Regions from separate parts of the Capsicum annuum genome. Here region 1 is linked to region 2. A link is a contact called in public Hi-C data. All regions are on one chromosome and are shown on one strand. The core of a region is the stretch at or near the end of the contact, and the rest is flanking DNA. Distances in the headings are between cores, read along the strand shown.

Region 1 (2,972 bases), core at 3-2,502, 560 kb before region 2:
TATAAAGCAGAGGACGAATTTAAGTTATATAATATATCTAAATATTATTTATTTAAATATTAAATTAAAGATGAAACTATACTAATAATAAAAAAAATTATAGTTTTAATAAAACGTTATTAAGTTAATGTTATTAAGGATAGTAGTAGTAGTATATTAAATTAACGTTATCAAATTCACGTAATTAAAAGATGTTATTAAATTAACGTTATTAAATCATTATTAAATTAACGAGGGGCGGACCTACGTGGTTGCCATGGGGTTCATCCGAACCCCCTCGGTAAAAAAATTACGTTGTATATATATAAGATAGAAAATGTATATTTATGTACGTATGTTAATGTTGAACCACATAAAATAAGTCACTTAGATAGCCCAGTGGTGTAATTTGCTCTTCTTGGGTGCTTCCTTCAGCCTACTGTGCGGGTTCGATCATTGCTAGTGACTATTTTTTTTTAATTAAAAAAAAGTTAGGTGCTGCTGCTATAAAAATAAATAAAATAATAATTTTTTTTAATTAAAAATAGGTGCTGCTGCTATAGAAATAAATAAAATAATAATAATAATAATGATAATTTTTTTAAATTAAAAAAATTTAGGTGCTGCTACTATAGAAATAAATAAAATAATAATAATAATAATAATAATAATAATAATAATAATAATAATAATAAAAACGACGTCGTTTTAACACAAAAAATAAAACTTTGACAGTGCACAAATATGATCTTTAACTATTTGAAACTGCACAAATATGACCTCTCTCCAAGTCAGCCCTTTTAACGACGTGACACCGTGTGATTGGATTGCCTTTCTACGTAGTCACGAGTGAGACTCACACATGGGATTGAAAAAATCGGAGGTCATATTTATTCAAGTTTTGAATAGTTAAAGGTCCTATTTGTGAACTATCAAAGTTAAGATCAAAGTTATAATTGATGTCAAGTTTAGGGTCATTTTTATGTATTAACTCTTTTATATATAATACTTTCTTCATTCGATTTTATTTTTCACATTTTGAGTTGACACATTCATTAAAAAATAATTAATAACATAACTATTTTATCATAATATCCTATTACATGATGTTTATATATTGTATTTTGAAATTGATTTTAAAAAGTAATTAATATTAAAAATAAAATAGAAAAAAAAAGTTGTACGAAAGGAGGAAGTATGTAGATACAAAAATACATAGGTACATATAGATAGATTGAGATAGATATATAATTTTTTTTTATTTCTTGGGAAAAAACAAAATGGATTGTTTCACTCACTCAGAGCTAAGGTGGTTCAGAATTCAGATGAGACAAAAATACAGATTTTGGTGAGAATTTGAGAAGTTTAATGGACCCAATCATCTTTCTTAGCTCATCCATATCCGGATTCTGCTGTCCAACCAAAATTTCTCTTCTATCCAGCACTTACACTGTCACTTGAAAGAAAGTGCCCCTGAATTATGTAGTACCCTTGAAGGGATAATGCTTTTTGGCCGAATATAGTTTTGAGTATCAAATTCTCCAAAATGCCAGGAACAATCCAAGTTTCAGGTACTAAAAGCTTCCCTTTTTTAATATTTGCATTCCAGATCAATAAAATGATTTTGGTTTTTAACTCAGTTTGGCGTTATTTGTTTTTTAACACAGTGTTCGATTTCAAGAATATTTCATCTTCTTCAATTTGCTTATGGGGTTAGTATTTTCTTTTTCTTTTCTTCTTTTATAGTGTGTGCTGTATGTATAGTTGCATTTCGAATTGATTTGGGGTTTCATATGCTTTCTTGTAGTTTCCATGGGGAAGAGTGCGTACCAAACGTGGGACAAGGGAGATTTCTCATTGTAATGATTCAATCATCCTGTTTATCTTTATTCTTGATGCTTTCAGTGTAAAACATGATTAATGAATTTGATTGTTCTTTTGCAGCCCATTAACGACATTTCGCGAAAATTTGGTTGTTAAACTTGAGGGTGCTGAGGGAAATGAGATATCACGTACAGGTATATCTCAATGTTCCAAATATGATGCTACCGTAAAGGTTTGTGACAAAATATTTCTACTTTGACAGAAGTTGAGACTTCATCAATAGTTGAGAAGGGTTATTGGGATGATTTTTTTCAACTTGAAGGAGGTCATTATGTCCATATGAAGTTGCAATTCATTCTAAGTGAAGATGAGCGCAACCGAATCCGTAATGTGGTAATATTACTATACTGTTCCTTTAGTAAGGTTTATTCTCAAGTCATACTCACTGATATAGATGCCTATCAGCTTATGTATAATGATGATATTTCGGTTGATTTGGTAGAGAGAATCTGCTTTGAAGAAGAAACAAGACAAAGTTCCTGCAATAAATGTTGAATACAAAGGAACTGTGTTCCCTGTGCAAGATACATATGCATCATCTCTGCCCATCAAAAGGGAGTTTTCAGGTTTGATCACACATTCTAAGAACTATATTAAGGGGAGAAATGTTGAATTCAAGTTCCTCCCGTGGCTACTGAACAACTAAGATGAAAACATATGTAATCGAAGAAGAAGATGAAGATAGTTTCAACTGATTTCCATTGCTTTGTTATTCACAAAATGGGAAAAAGAACTTCAACTACAGTGAGTGTATTGGTTCACTACTAATAGACAAGTGCGCACTAACTGCCTCTAGCAACTCTAACAAACTACTGATAGCTATTGTCCAGCTGGGACATTCCACTAACTACTACTAACTACATTTTAAATTAACACTTAGCAGTTTGGTGCCTTATTTTGCAGATTATATCAGCTTAACCATGACCTTCAATAAGAGTTCCATTCGAATGAGCTGGCAGATTGCAGAATCTGCTCCACAATGACTGTCAGATTGACTGTAATCAAATCAGCTAACAGATTGATTGTAATCAGCTTCTGTAAATATTGGGATAACATGTATCTTAGGAAAATACATTATTTTTTATTTTAGGAAATAGATTAGTGGAAAT
Region 2 (3,184 bases), core at 541-3,040:
TATAGCCTTGATGTCTTTAGCCTTTGCTTGGTTTTTCCTCGATTCATACGGCTAACGCGCACTAGGGCCCTTCCAACAGGATGAGCTAGACCCATGTAGCCCATGGGTGCCTTTAGGACAGAGCGAGCTACATAGTTCAAGCTAATACTTTAAACTCTCATGTTCATGTCCCTTGTCCCTATCCCGACATCCTATATACATGTAGCTCACCTGAAGGTATAGATCCCGAGGGGACCAATATTGGAAACCAAGTTTTTCGGCGCTGGGGATCCATGTGACCGTGTGCTTGGTGCATATATTATATATATTTTGGGAGGTCTATAGCCTTGATGTCTTTAGCCTTTCCTTGGTTTTTCCTCGATTCATGCGACTAACACGCACTAGGGCCCTTCCAGCAGGGGGAGCTAGACCCATATAGCCCATGGGTGCCTTTAGGACAGAGCGAGCTACATAGTTCAAGCTAATACTGTAAACTCTCATGTTCATGTCTCTTGTCCCTATCCCGGTATCCTATATACATGTATATAAATGTGGTGCATATGGTTTATGACTGGATTTTGGTACTTACATTATTTTATCCCTATCCCTGAGTTACATGCAAGTGCTCACTCCACTGACCGTCCCTAGATGCTATATCATTTCATGATGTAGGATCCGAAGGTTTTCCTGTTGCTCCTGTGTAGCATTAGGTGATTTGGTATTCCTGTGGATCTGCTGTGAAGTGGTGAACCTCCATCTTTCGGAAGGCCCTGTCATTTGGCTGGTTTCCCTATTGTTTCAGTACTTTTGGGTTATATTTGTCATAGTCGAGGGCATGTCCCGACTTAGTTTGATATTCTGATTTTAGAGGCTTTGATATTCTGATTTTAGAGGCTTTTGTGGGTAAGTGTGGATTGGTTATTGTTTTGACTCTTAGTTTTCAGTTGGCTTATTTATTCTTCGTATCATCATGTTTGGTTGTCTTTCGTTGTATTCATTTATTATGTTCTGGATGTTAGACTATGGGGGTGGTCTTTGGCCCATGATGGGCTTGAGATACCCATCACGACTTGGCCCTGATTCGGGTCATGACAATTATGTTCTTTTTTAGCCAAATAAGGGAATTGTTTACAATAGAACTCATCTTCATTATGATAACTTGCTTGATGCTCAGATTGATGCAGCGTATGTAATTCTAAAGGATGCTGGTTTCAGAAAAATGGAAGTCGTAGTTATTGAAACAGGCTGGGCCTCTGATGGGGAGGATAATGAACCCACGGCCACACCAAGTAATGCTAGAACATATAATTACAATCTGCGTAAAAGGCTCGCCAAGAGGAAAAGAACCCCTTAGAGGCCAAAAAAAAATGTTGGTGATGTGTATTTTGCATTGTTCAATGAGTATCAAAAGCCAGGCCAATCATCAAATAGGAACTTCAGACTCTTTAAAGTTGATGGTAGTATGTCTTATGATATTGGTTTCTATAGGTTGCAAGATGTTTCAGCTGCATCTTCGCTTTCGTCTTTGAAGGTATGAGGCAAGTATTTTCTTTTTTCCTGTTTGAATTGCTTAGTGTTTTCCCAAGTTTAATTTATTTTTAGTCCCTTTTTCGAAGCTTAATATGGTTGATTAATTCTAAAGGACCTGCGTGAATGCCTAGAAAGGTTCCTCACATGGCCACTGAAAAATCTCCATGTGGAGAATGTGCAGAAGGTCTACTGAGGAAACGATTCAAAATTCCACGTAACTTGATTCCTCAAGTGGCAAGCATTATTTAGGCTTGCTGGGCCAAGTATGTTGCTTATGTTCTTCCATAGTTTAGTCACATGAACTTTTGGTTTCCTTTGATGTGCACTTTTAAGTTACTTGTGATAATGTTGCAGAGAACCATGGAAGCGTCCCTCCTTTGCTGCAATGCAATCATGGATATGCTGAGACCAATAATTAAACCTCCTGTAGCACCCCCTAAACCAGGTCGTACAGTCATGCAGTTCCTTTCGTGAATGTTTATAATAGATGTATCATTTCTGCACATATTTGGCATTCTTTCGCAATCTTCTTCTGAGAGGAACAAGTCTTTGTTTACTTCAGGTTCGTGTATCCTGAAATTTGTTTCCTTCATTCTGCTAAATTTTACATTTGCCTTGTGAACACACATTTTACATTCTTTCTTAATCATCTTCATTTTACTAATCATGCTTAATCAAGATTCAATACGTTCTAAACAAAGTGAACTTTTCTTTGTTTGGGTAAATTTTAAGAAGGGATTAACAAAACAGAAATTAATGTACAAGGCTAAGCAAGTCCGGAATCTACCGATTACTACTTGAGCAAATACTCTTCCAGTAAAATTCAATAATCGGACAATTATTATAATACCTTTCAGGTAATAGCAATGGGTCAACTATCCGCTCCATCTTACCATCAATCCAGACACTGTACTGTGCTTGAGGAAATAATCTGTAGGTTAATATTTTGGGAACTTTTCCATTCCTTCTGGGTTCATCATATGGAGGATGTTTCAATAAAATCAAACGCCAGATACCAACCCATTCTCCCCCTTCGTTGTTCTCTCTAACAGTAACATTAGTCTTGATAAGCTCAAGAGATACTTCATCGACAACCATAAGAAAGCAAAAGAGCTTCTGAGAACGTGCACTTATATTTTATGGCTGGTGAGGTGTATCATATCCATCAACAATTATTATTGGCTTCTAATTTTTATTTGGTAAAATTATTTCTTTCTACAGGGGATTAAATTCTCATTATTTTTTTCCTTTAACAATCTTCATCTCAAGTATTTGATTGATTTTTGGCAGAGGTGACGAAAGTACGGAACACATCCAATAATTGTTCCAGAATGAGTCAATCACAAAAATGTTCTGTGATACAGCAAACCATGACAACCAAAAAAGGAAGCGTAATTCATTGTAGAGTTTACTATATTTCTTCTTTGTTGTCGGTGAAGAATTATGGGAGAAAATCTGTAAGGAAGCAGAAGACACATTGATTACTTAGGTCTGCTTGCTCACTATTCCGTCTCTCACATTTTAAGTGTATTGGAGTACTTTTGATAGTAGCTTTCCTGATAAAAACAAAAAAGAACAGTCTATGCTCTTTAACATATTAGAGATTGCCAACTTCAAGATTGCTCTTTTGCCGAACCCCCAGGCCCATGCATTATGTGTTGAATTTATGTATGTG

The links. Hi-C and Micro-C count contacts between places; a contact is called where the count stands out from the background.
Region 1: a contact with region 2 is called in a Hi-C map of bud, with 3 times the contacts expected there. The contact joins the promoter of LOC107854809 here to the enhancer-like site in region 2. A contact is called at or near these places in 2 of 5 Hi-C or Micro-C datasets (bud and leaf).

Annotation. Positions count from the first base shown.
Region 1 is chr7:133,446,068-133,449,039 of UCD10Xv1.1, reverse strand. LOC107854809 reads left to right here and starts at 1,252. Exons shown (of 11, transcript XM_016699808.2): 1 at 1,252-1,550; 2 at 1,647-1,691; 3 at 1,787-1,838; 4 at 1,924-1,997; 5 at 2,066-2,196; 6 at 2,306-2,429. The coding sequence starts at 1,526.
Region 2 is chr7:132,881,462-132,884,645 of UCD10Xv1.1, reverse strand. No RefSeq gene overlaps it. Among protein-coding and RNA genes, the nearest start is that of LOC107854043, 10 kb to the right of the region's middle. Within about 2 kb of position 1,790, at least 5 of the 5 cell types and tissues checked have an H3K27ac peak or open chromatin away from gene starts, as enhancers often do. A contact at or near this core is called in bud and leaf, where this site is marked.